Linked DNA regions of Triticum aestivum: region 1 is linked to region 2. Evidence: chromatin contacts called from public Hi-C data. All regions are on one chromosome and are shown on one strand. The core of a region is the stretch at or near the end of the contact, and the rest is flanking DNA. Distances in the headings are between cores, read along the strand shown. Region 1 holds the start of LOC123110601 (probable polyamine transporter At3g19553). Region 2 holds the start of LOC123110600.

Region 1 (6,616 bases), core at 3,559-6,058, 350 kb before region 2:
CATGTTTTCCATTTAATTAAATCTGTTAATTCTAAAATGTTTTAGAAACTTTATAAATTAATATAAAATAATCTGTAAGTCAGATGAAAAAGTTTTCTACATGAAAGTTGCTCAGATAGCGAGACGAATCCAAATACGCAGTCCGTTTGTCTGCCACACATCCCTAGCATAGCGAACATGCAACCGCCCTCCTCCGATTCATCTATCCGAAAATGCCAAACTCCAGGAAAACTTTCCCGGATGTTATTCCCCTTTGCCAGTATCGTGTAGCCCTGCGTTAGAACACCCCTAGCACCGCTTATTTTCATGTCATGCAGCTGTGTGCTTTGTATTTACTGTTTCTTCCCCCCTCTTATTCTTCGGTAGACCCCGAGACCGCTGCTGATGCCGCTGTGATCGATTACGTCGACGACGACCCTTCTTCCCTTTTTGCGGAGCTTCCAGGCAAGCCCCCTCTTTGATCATCCCGATATCGCCCATTCCATCCTCTCTCTTGCTTGCATTAGATTTTGCTACTGTAATTGATTGCTCCTATTTTTATGCATAGCCTGCTTTTGTACCTGCTATTGTTACCTACCTGCTTATCCTAAACTGCTTAGTATAGTTTGGTTGGTGATCCATCAGTGACCCCCACCTTGTCCTTGTTGCCCCTGCTTCATCATCGACGACTCGATCAACGTGATCAACGACCAGAGCCCGTCACCTCACATCACATCACGCCCCTTTTGTTGCTCGACTCTGAAGAGCTACTATCGAGTGCCGAGGGTGATACCTCGTAACGCACTCCTGATGATAACTCTGTAATGTAGCTATCTGGTCGTGGTCATCGAGGGTGATTCCTCTTTCACCACCCCTGATATGACTCTGTCCCGCAACCTCTCAAGTGTGGACCTCGACGGTGATTCCTCCCACGTTCACCCTTGATGATTACATCGAGTGGGATCCACCGAGGGTGATTCCTTGGGTTTTCCCCTTGATGTTTTGGACACACGGTTACCCGGACTTTACTTGAGACCGTTGTTGAAGTCGGGTCAGCCCTGAGAGAGAGAGAGAGTTGAGTGTTGGAGAGACTATGATTTGAAGCACAAGATCAAGGAGTTCATCATCAACACACCGTCTATTACCTTTTGGAGAGTGGTGTCTCCTAGATTGGTTAGGTGTCACTTGTGAACCTCTAACAAGATTGTGGAGTTGAACCAAGGAGTTTGTAAGGGCAAGGAGATCGCCTACTTCGTGAAGATCTACTCGAGTGAGGCAAGTCCTTCGTGGGCGATGGCCATGGTGGGACAGACAAGGTTGCTTCTTCGTGGACCCTTCACGGGTGGAGCCCTCCGTGGACTCGCGCAGCCATTACCCTTCGCGGGTTGAAGTCTCCATCAACATGGATGTATGATAGCACCACCTACCGGAACCACGCCAAAATTCTCCGTGTCTACATTGCGTTTGCCTTCTCCAAACCCTTCCCTTTACCTTCATATGCAATGTTTTACTTTCCACCGCTACACTCTTATAATTGCATGTGTAGGTTGATTGCTTGACTTGTCCTAAGTTGCTAAAATCTGCCAAGACTTAAAATTGGGAAAAGGCTAGATTTTTACTTGGTCAAGTAGTCTAATCACCCCCCTCTAGACCTACTTTCGATCCTACACTATGTTTTGAAACCAATGCAATGGAGACCAAAGCTTTGATACCACTTGTAGGATCAAAAGTATGTCTAGAGGGGGCTGATTAGACTACTTGACCAAACAAAAACTTATCCTTTTCCCAGTTTTAGTTGTTGGCAGGATTTAGCAATTCTACCAAGCCAAGCAACACCCTGCACATGCAAGTCTAAGAGTTATGCAATGAAAAGTAAAGACTTTGCGTATGAACGTAAAGGAGGGATCAGACAAATCCAACGCAATGAAGGCTCAATGATTTTTGGCGTGGTTCTGATAGGTGGTGCTATTGTACATCCACCTTGATGGAGACTTCAACCCACATAGGGTAACAGCTGCGCGAGTCCACGAAGGGCTCCACCGACGAAGGGTACACAAAGAAGCAACCTTGTCTATTCCACCATGGCTTAGGACCATGAAGGACTAGCCTCACTCGGGGTAGATCTTCATGAAGTAGGCGATCTCCTTGTCCTTACAACTCCTTGGTTCAACTCCACATGATCTTGAGGCTCCCAAGTGACACCTAACCAATCTAGGAGACACCACTCTCCAAAAGATAATAGATGGTGTGTTGACGATGAACTCCTTGCTCTTGTGCTTCAAAAGATAGTCTCCTCAACACTCAATCACTCTCTCAAAGATTTGGCTTGGGTAGGAGAAGGATTGGAGTGGAAAGCAACTTGAGGAGGCTAGAAATCAAGGTTCAAATGGTTGGATTGGAATGCCTTGATCTCAACACATGAGTAGGTGATTCTCTCCCAGAAAATGAATGGTGGAAGTGTAGTTTCATTCCGATGGCTCTCTTTGAGAGTATGTGGGGTTGGATGGGTATTTATGGCCAACACTAAAAATCCAATTGTTACAAACTTTGTACACAACTCGGTGGTACCGAAATGGAATCTTGGTGGAACCGAACAGTGCAAAAGATTCAAACGTTAGGCATTTCGGTGAGACCGAATGAATCCACTCGGTGGCTTCGATTAGCGATGACCTAAGCGGAACCTCATCTCGGTAGTTTCGATCATTTCAACTTGGTAATTCCAAAATGAAGTCGATGGGTTACAGAAACTTGGCCACTGCACTTCGGTGGGACCAAATGCCATCTCGGTGGAATTGAGTTTCTAGGGTTTGGTTGTGGCTCTGTCTAGGTTGAACTATGTATCGGTGGGACCGACTTAGATATTTAGAGTTTGACAGGATGGAATGTGGGAAAGTGGTTGAGGGTTTTGGAGAAATATCTTCAAGCACTTGAGCAACTAAGTCATGATTAAAACTGCATCCCTTTTAATAGTATTGACTCAATGTGATCTTGGATCACTTAACCAAAATGAAGTCTTGGAGCTTTTGCCAATATGTTCTTCTTAGCATTTTGAGGGGTCCACATCCACATGTCCTTGTCATGCCAACATTGAAATTTCCCGAACTATTTCTTTAAGTAGGCATTAGTTCAATGACATATATGTTATTATTAATTACCAACACCACCCAGGGATTAGTTGCACTTTCACTAAGTTCCCGAGAGACCTTCCACGAGGCTGACAAGAGGAGGCAAGCCCGAGGAATATGAAGGTGCCTAGGAGATCATCTTGAGGCCCAAGCTACCCTGGCGGCTCTTCAAGGATGTTGTCAAACTCCACTCCGTTTTCAGCTTCTATGGGGAAGAAGCAAACTGACAAGATAGGGGACAACATTCCGTACATCACAATGCTCATCCAAATGTATGTCATGACATGTTAAGTTGATGAATTGATCAATGCAGCAAGAAACAATTTAATTGAAGTGGAAGCTCATTCCTATGTTCAAAAGCAAATATCAATGCAATTTGGGGAATGGTCAATCCATACTATTATGGCTTGACAACTGGCTTGATATTCCTTTAGCCAGTAAATTCAGAGATCTTCACTCTTTTGTCAAAAATGATCTGCAATATGTAGCCTCCTGGATATTAGTGGAAGACCCTCATCAACTGTTACATACCCCTCTATCTGAGCAAGCACATGGCCAGTTGATTGAATTGCAAAGGCTAGTAGAAGCACGCTGGTCTACACAAAGGAAAGATACTTGTAAAGGAATTAGGTAAAACAAACACTACTCATCCATCAAGATGTACCATTCCATCTTCTATAGGACTGAGGAGAATCATCTATTCGAATGGACCTAGAAGACAACCAATAGCCTCAGACATAAAACATTTTCCTGGTTGTTGCTTCATGATAGAGTTAACACCAGGAATCTGCTTAAGAGAAAAAACATGCACCTAGATTGCTATGAATGTGTCTTCTGCAATGAGAACGTTGAAGAAACCTTGAGACATCTTTTTTGGGACTGCAATTTTGCTCAAGACTACTGGAACAACATTTTTTTCCATTGGAAAACATGGCATATCAAGTTTTCATGATATCATGCTCATACACTCTTCACTTCCTAAAGGAATAGCTTTGGATATTATTATCCAAGGATGTTCGAGAATTTGGACTCAACGAAATGGCGAGAAATTGCCAAGTGTAATTACGATGTTGAAAATTCAGGTTCAAGGAAGATTTGATGCTTGTGCAGCATAGAATAAAGGCAAAACATTTGATGTGACTACATGAATGGGTTACTGCACATTTGTGATGTTGGTCGGCAATTAGATCACCAAATTAGTTCCACCATGTTTCCTAAGCGAGGCATCGACTTAATTGAGGTGGAATTGGTCAATTTATAGCAATTCCAAACTTCAAGACATAAATCGAATGGGTTTAAACATGTTTGGCCCTAAATAGGATATTTCCAAGTTCTTAACATGTATGATTATGGCATAAACATGTATAGTCTATTTTTCTGAAATTTTTGTCATATTATTACACATATTTCTTGGATCATCAATTATATGGCGCAAATAAATTATACCTATTTTTTCTAAATTATATATGAATATTTAATGGTTGGAAGTCCTAGAAAATAAGCTTAATGGCTATACACTGACATTGCTATAAAAAAACTATACACTGACATTCCGTTAGAATTAGAAAAAGCTATACACCGAGATGCGTGCGAGCACGTGCGGATCCTGTCTAACTGGAATACAGAATCATGACCAGAACCCTGGGCCCGCCTTGCCAGTTGCCATGCCCAAATCACCCGATAATATCTCCCGCAGCTTCCTCCCAACACAACGACCATTTCTTTTCCATACTTCCACACCTCACCAGACCAATCCCCTGATCCGTCTCTCTCGTCGCCCGCGGCGGCGGGGGCGGTGGCGCGCAGCCGTTGACCCGATGACCGGCGGAGGCGGAGAGGACGTCCCCGCGCCGAGGCGGCGCCCCCTGACGGTGCTCCCCCTCGTCGCGCTCATCTTCTACGACGTCTCGGGCGGGCCGTTCGGCATCGAGGACTCTGTCCGCGCTGGCGGCGGCGCGCTGCTCCCGCTCCTCGGCTTCCTCATCCTCCCGGTCCTTTGGTCGCTCCCTGAGGCCCTCATCACCGCCGAGCTCGCCTCCGCCTTCCCCACCAACGCTGGCTACGTCGCCTGGGTCTCCGCCGCGTTCGGCCCCACGGTCGCCTTCCTCGTCGGCTTCTCCAAGTGGGCCTCCGGCACCCTCGACAACGCGCTCTACCCGGTGCTCTTCCTCGACTACCTCCGCTCCAGCGGGCTCGCCCTCGCGCCACCGATCCGCTCTCTCGCCGTGCTCGGCCTCACCACCGCGCTCACCTACCTCAATTTCCGCGGCCTCCACCTCGTCGGCCTGTCCGCGCTTTTCCTCACCGCCTTCTCCCTGTCCCCGTTCGTCGCGCTCACCGTGCTAGCCATCCCCAAGATCCGCCCTTCCCGCTGGCTCGCCGTCAACCCCAAGGCCATCGACCCGCGCGGGTACTTCAACTCCATGTTCTGGAACCTCAACTACTGGGACAAGGCGAGCACGCTCGCCGGCGAGGTTGATGAGCCGAGGAAGACGTTCCCCAAGGCGGTGTTCGGCGCCGTGGCGCTCGTCGTCGGCGCGTACCTCATCCCGCTCCTGGCCGGCACCGGCGCGCTGCCATCGGAGACCGCGGCCGAGTGGACGGACGGGTTCTTCTCCGAGGTCGGGCAGAGGATCGGCGGGCCCTGGCTGCGCGTGTGGATCCAGGCCGCGGCGGCCATGTCAAACATGGGGCTCTTCGAAGCCGAGATGAGCAGCGACTCCTTCCAGCTCCTCGGCATGGCCGAGATGGGCATGATCCCCGCCATCTTCGCCCGGAGGTGATGAACTCGAATCTGAATCCGAAGTCGAAATCTAATCTTCCCGCCAAGAAGAAACCATAAAAACATGTCTCATCTTCCCGCGATGCATCGTCTTACACGCAGATCGCGACACGGAACGCCCACGTACAGCATCCTCTGCTCGGCGACGGGGGTGGTGGTCCTCTCCTTCATGAGCTTCCAGGAGATCATCGAGCTCCTCAACTTCCTCTACGGGCTCGGCATGCTCGCCGTGTTCGCGGCGTTCGTCAAGCTGCGTTTCAAGGACCCGGACCTGCCCCGGCCGTACCGGATCCCGCTCGGCTCCGTGGGGGCAGCCGTCATGTGCGTCCCGCCCGTGTTGCTCATCGGCACCGTCATGTGCCTCGCGTCGGCCACGACCATCGTCGTCAACATCATCGTGCTCGCCGTCGGGGTCGCCATGTACTTCGGCGTCGAACGTCTCAAGCGCAGCGGCTTGGTCGAGTTCTTGACGCCCGTGCCGTCCGACAGCTTCCACGGATCGTCGTCCGACGACGACGTCGAGGATGTTCGCGCCGTCCTCCTCCCCGCCGCCGTGCCCCCCGCCCAGGAGGAGGAAGTGGCCAGCAAGGCTGAGTAGCGCGCGCTCGCGGAGAGGCGGTCGCAATTTGTACCTCCACACATACGTACCTAGTACAGTTGTTGTACAGTAGGTTCAGTAAATGGGTTTATTTGTCATACACCAATAATCAATTCATTCATACCACAGTTA
Region 2 (6,256 bases), core at 3,534-6,033:
TCTTGTCCATCACATCATTCTCTAATGATGTGATCCCGTTCATCAAATGACAACACATGTCTATGGTCAGGAAACATAACCATCTTTGATTAACGAGCTAGTCAAGTTGAGTCATACTAGGGACACTTTGTTTTGTCTATGTATTCACACATGCTAAGTTTCTGGTTAATACAATTCTAGCATGAATATTAAACATTTATCATGATATAAGGAAATATAAATAACAACTTTATTATTGCCTCTAGGGCATATTTCCTTCAATTTGCACGCTGGAAGTCACCCATCGAGATGTGCTACAGATCAAAGTGGGGGATTTGTCTAGATAACATCTTGACCGACACGAGTCTTACATCAAGAATTATTTGTCCTACCGCAGGCCCAATCCATCTCACGGGGTTGCCTCGATAATTAAGATAATAAAATCAGACGAGAGCTTTGGGTGTTTAATGACTAGACCTCATTTATCCCCAAGGATATGACCCATGTTACCCTATCGAACCTTACTGTCACTAGTGTTCGGTATAAAACTTCATGGTCTCCATGCTCCTAGCCTCACCGGTGCTTGATCTCCATGATCCTGGGTACCTGCGGGGATGAAGATTGCGGACAAGACAAGAGACATCCTCAAAGAACAATTTTATTTCACACATGCGGGACATTATGTCAAAGTCTTCCATTAATCACCTCAACAAATACCTCAGGTTGCAAGGCTCGTGCCTCAACCCATACGTTACCGAACTACTCACACATGGAGGCCAAATCGCGGGAAGAAAACATTAAAGAACACATCTTGATATTGATTGATTGCAATATGTCTTACAATGGATGCCTTGTGCGATGCACGATTACAAGTATGAAATAGATGAGAGATCACTATGGTGGTGGAGATGGCTATGGCGATGGAGAAGGCGGCAGCTAGGGTTTGTGGATGAAGATGATGATGAAGAGGTCCTGGCTTCCGTGCTTGTCGTCCTGTTGACATTCTGATATGGTCCCTTTAATGAAAGTTGTCCAGGTGGACGATCTGCCTCAAAATCCACGCCAAATGGGTGCTCATATGGGCGTGTGCGCCCGTATGGAACATCTTCTTTTGTGATATCTTCGCAGAAACGCCTCATGTTGATTCCTTCTTCCTCCATTCCATTTCCACACATGATTTCTTCCCTTTTTAGCCCATTTTCCATGGAAACACATCAAATTGAGAATTTGTGGAATCCTTTGCATTCATTAGTCATTAGTAGCAATATCAGAGCGAATATCTCTTTTTAAATGAAATATCTCGGTTTAAACAAAGGTGGAACATGTGTAAAAATATCACTCATCAATCCACAACATACACATTATTGGGAAGCATAGTATAAAACAAAACAAATCACCCTACGATCACCCAGGAACACTATGAAGATGAGATAAGCGGTTTGGATCAGATCGTTACCGACTCCGAGTTGTAGTATAAGAAGACGAGTCGGTGTAGAGCGTACTTGGAGTCCCTTGAACCATAGATTAACAATCCCGCGAACTACCCACAAACAACCCCTCGAAGGAAACAGACTGAAAGCACGGCCTCTCTACGAGTTGCAGGGGTACGGTCTTCATGATCCGGCAGTGCTTCACCCTCCAGAGCTAACCATGGCTGGAGAATTAGAGGGAGGAGATTAGAACCAGCCTGGACTTATAATGATGAGTATTAGAGGATATATGTATAGCTCTAATTGATCAACTAGGACCAACTAGAACTAGAACTAGAGAACTGGAGGAGGCTCCAAAACTTGTACGTAGAAAAGTGCCAAAACCCTCTAGTATATATAGGTTGGAGGAGGAGGAGCGGGCACCAAAAGGGGAGGGAAAGTCTCCCCCCCTTGGCAGAACAAGAGGAGGGGGACTTCACTCCAATTCGGCCTCCCCCTCCCCCATTCCATGGGAAGAAGAAGGCGTCACCACTATTGGGCCCTTGTGGCCCAATTCTCCTTTCACTACAGGGACTTTTAAGGCTCGCTTATATTTAATTAAATATAAAAGCCTCCTAACTATTATTAGAGCCTTTTATTATTAATTTAACATCTCTAGAATCATTTTTGACACATATATGTACACCATATAGGTTCAGTAAAAAATAGACATGAACAAAACCCCTTTGTTAAATGACCGATAGTGGAACCATGGACGTGCATATTGATCCCTATGAGTACACGAATGACATTCGAATGAAGCTTTGGTGACCCTTTGCTTCGTGATACCTTACAAAACCTGAGGTGAGATATATCGATATCCTCTTGAGTCATACACATGCTCACTATACTGATCTCTTTATTACCGGTTTTGTTCTTCTTTCTCATTGACATGTTCTGGCATCCCTGTGACATAGTCACCTGTGTCTAGCAGAGGATGAAAGATGTCTTCATGCTGAGAGGGCCCTAAGAATATCTCTCCATCGTCGGAGGAGCAAATTCCACTCTCGAGCTATCTAGTCCCTTGTCAAACTTTTTGATGAACCTGCAAGTTGTCGTTATGATCATCGTGTTACTGATGACGCTTGAGCAACCCTAGAGTTCATCGTACGGTAAGAAGTGACTACGATACTCTCATGGTATAAGGAACTAAATCACATGTTAACACTCCATATTATAATAATTGACTTCAGACGATATTATCTCAAAGTATAATAAACAAGTTTGGGTTGATTCAATATGATCATTCTTCTAACTTCATACTCTGAATGTTGTTTTGGTATTATCATTTACACTTAATGATATCCTAAGATCTAGAAAACATGATCATCAACAACCTTGAGCTAGTTTTAGAGGCGAGACTTGGAATCTTATTTTACCGTTTATCATTCCACACGTGCATATGATTTTTCCACTGAATCACATATTTCGGGATCATAGCAGTTATAACATAGAATATAAACTCTTAATTATGAATGTAGAAATATAATAATACACTATTATTGCCTCTAGGGCAAATTTCCAATAGACTCCCATTTCCATTAGAGTTAATAATCTAGTTACATTGGATCTAATACATTCAAATCCGTGTGAACCTTGAGAATCTTCACCAAACCTTTGTCGACATATTGTCGGATAATGTGATACTTGCACTCAATGTGTCTGGTCTTCATGTGGGATCTTGGTTTCTTAAGCAATAACACCACTATTACCACAATAGAGTGCCATCAGGTTCATTGCACTTTAGACAACACCAACTTCTTCAAGAAACTTCTTGATCCAAACTTCCTCCTTCGACACTTATGCGGCCGCAATATACTCTGCTTCTGTCATAGAATCCGCAACAATGTTTTGTTTGAAACTCTTCCAAACCCCTGCACCACCATTAAGGGTGAAAACATAGCCCGATTGAGATTTATAGTCATCTATGTCAGTCATAAAGCTAGCATTGGTGCAACCTAAATATAATTAAAGGCTCTAAACCTGTCAAACAGGCGCCCCGCCGATTCTTCGAGCCCAAGCGTCAGGCTATGGGCGAGGAACTGACCAAGCTACACTGGGGCCTATAAGGGAAGATTAGATAAAGAATCTCTGAATAATAGATAGCTGGTGCAGTCTTTTCTTTTAGCCCCTTTTCGCGAGATATATAGCCTAGTTATATGAATTGTGTAGGTTCTTAGAACCCATGTCTGCTTCTTTTCATGTTAGTAGTGCTGATTTAGCCTTAGAGGCGACAACTAGCTATGGACTTTGATCTTTAGTTGTCACATCTGGAAGCCATTTTTTATTTTTGTTTAGTTGTCTTCTTGATAGTGGAACTTGATCCTGGTTTCAGATCGTACAAAATAATAAAAATGTTAAGGTACTTTAACCACGGGATAAGTTGAATGAACTCACATATAATCTAGGACTTCATCCTTAGTTGCCCGGGGATATCACTGTCCACCTAGCCTTCCAACCACAAATTGGTTCATATGAATTATAAGTCGCCTCCTCCTCCCCAATTAGGGTTCCCCTGCCTTCCACCGGCGTCACCGCTGGTCTGCATTGTCTCTGGTGGTCTTAGGGTCATGGGAACGCGGTGGATCTCGGCCCTTAACGGTGCGAGGGCTCCGTTTTTAGACGTGTCTTCGAGATTTGTTATTGTTTGTGTCCTACTTAGAAAGGCGAGACAACAGTGGCTCCCTGAAGATGGAATAAAGTTCACCTCGCCTAGCCCACGTTCCCGTGGTGCGTCCAGCATCGTCGGCGGGCATGTGGAGGTGTGTCTCCGGTGGATCTGTCCTTGGTGGAGTTGCTCGGATCTGTTCGTTGTTCGTGTATGCTCGTGTGTTTTCAGGTTGGATTCTTCTGATATATGTTACTCTTCATCGGCGACGGTTGATGTTCTGTTGGCGCTGGTCCTGCGGGGCCTTAGCACAAACGACTTCCCGAATGTGTACTACAACAAGTTTTCGCTCGCTCAGGCGAGGGAGGGGTGATGACGGCGGCGCGCCTTCAGCTCGCTTCAGTGTTTGTAGTCGTTACTAGGTGGCCTACGGATCTGGATGTAATTTATATTATTTCTGGTGTTCGTTGTACTGTCATGATTGAAAATGAATAGATAGGATGTTTTTCTGAAATTTTTTATAAGCAACACTTATGGTGAGCAATCCAAACAATTTAAAAAAATTGCAAAAAAAAGCAGGAAGTTTTTATTTCGGCACGTGTGACCAAGAGTCCAAGAACCAGCAGGGGCTGGCTGACCCCGACAACCGAACCAACCACGCCAGCTCACACTGGCAGCACAATCATCCGCTTCAGGGCCCACCTGTCAGCGGGACATTAGCCCAGAGCAAGGCTCGCCGGGGAGGTGTAAATTGTAAATTGCGCACGAGACAGCGCTGTTCGTCGTGACCAGGGATCAAAATTGGGGAAAAAAATATCTCCCCGATTGCGGCGGCCGCAAAACCAAAAACAAGATTCAGCTCATCGGTGAGCTCGCATTTCGCTCTTGGATATTGGGTCGTGGATTCGGCCTCTCCAATCCAGGTTAGTCTCCTCCCGTCCTTCTTCCCCCAATTTATTCTCGGGGAAATTGGCATCTTTCGGTGGTAGTTCGCCCCGGGATTTTGTCAAGTTTGTGAAATTCGAGGTGGATTTACTTCGGGTCTGCGATTCCCCGTACGGATTTGCTCGAAAACATTGTTTTGGATTAGATTTCTTAAGCTATCCGTGCGTCCGTGCGAGCTCTTGGATCACGGAGCAACCCTTGTGCTGACCTGATTGCGTAGCAAACTTCTGTGCTAATCTTTTCGCTTCTTGATCTGATTACGCAGATGGGTGCTACGATTCTCGCCTAAAGGATACTTCTTGGGGCGAAGCCCTCGGGGGATTGCTGGAGTTCCCCTGGGTGTTCGGTGGCAGCTAGGGTTTGCTCTTCCAGAGCACCATCGTCTCCGCGGGCCTTTTACATTCGTGCTGTTCCAAGATGCAGCCTTCCAAGAAACTTGCTCGCGTCGACACGGCGGAGATCAAGTCGCAGCTAGTCAGGAAGCTCGGCCACCAGCGCTCTGAGCTCTACTTCCATAGCCTCAAGAAGTTCCTGAGTTTTCAGCTAGGCAAGAGCGAGTTTGACAAGATCTGCGTGGCCACACTGGGGAAGGAGAACATCAAGCTTCACAATTTCCTCGTCCAGTCAATCCTCGGCAATGCTTATATGTCGCTGGGGCCACCGCCCAGCAGGCAGACGCCAACTGGGAATTCACAGACTAGCGCTGTGACGAATGGGACATTGGCCAGTGGTGTGCCGCTAGCAAGGAGAGTGCGGCCGGTGGCTAACCGTGACAAGAGGTTTGCTGATAAGCCGAGTCCACTCGGAAAGTCCCCTCTTGGTCATCCAGGGGCCGCGGAGTTTGTGTCCGTCGAGGATGGTGAGGAGGTTGATCAAGCCAGGGGCAGCCCCGTATGTGTGCAGAGTCAGAGCCCAATCAGGGCTCCGTTGGGAATCCCCCCAAAGGCCCAGAATTCTCAGCCTTCGATACCTTATCCTTCAGAGATTTGCTATAATAATGGTGAATTGCCAGGTAGCGAGGACCTGTCGAAGCTACTTGAGAATAAGCTGAAAGCCGAAGGACTTAGCATATCCGTAGAGTGTGCTGATCTGCTGAACTCTGGGCTGAACGTGTACATAAGTCAGATGCTGAAGTCTTGTTTGGGGGTTGCAAAAGCAAGGGGAAAGACAATGAGGATGCCAGAAGCTAACAGAAGTGCCTCTGCTGCTGTAAATGGTGGGCGGAATAATGCCACTGCTTCAGATTTAGCCTGTT

What was found. A called contact is a pair of places that touch in the nucleus more often than the background predicts.
Region 1: a contact with region 2 is called in a Hi-C map of leaf, with 4 times the contacts expected there. The contact joins the promoter of LOC123110601 here to the promoter of LOC123110600 in region 2. A contact is called at or near these places in 2 of 5 Hi-C or Micro-C datasets (both in leaf).

What each region holds. Positions count from the first base shown.
Region 1 is chr5B:97,832,964-97,839,579 of IWGSC CS RefSeq v2.1, reverse strand. It overlaps LOC123110601 (probable polyamine transporter At3g19553), which reads left to right and starts at 4,808. Exons shown (of 2, transcript XM_044531160.1): 1 at 4,808-5,883; 2 at 5,989-6,616. The coding sequence starts at 4,922. The coding sequence ends at 6,484.
Region 2 is chr5B:97,483,089-97,489,344 of IWGSC CS RefSeq v2.1, reverse strand. It overlaps LOC123110600, which reads left to right and starts at 4,783. Exons shown (of 2, transcript XM_044531159.1): 1 at 4,783-4,979; 2 at 5,267-6,256. The coding sequence starts at 5,419.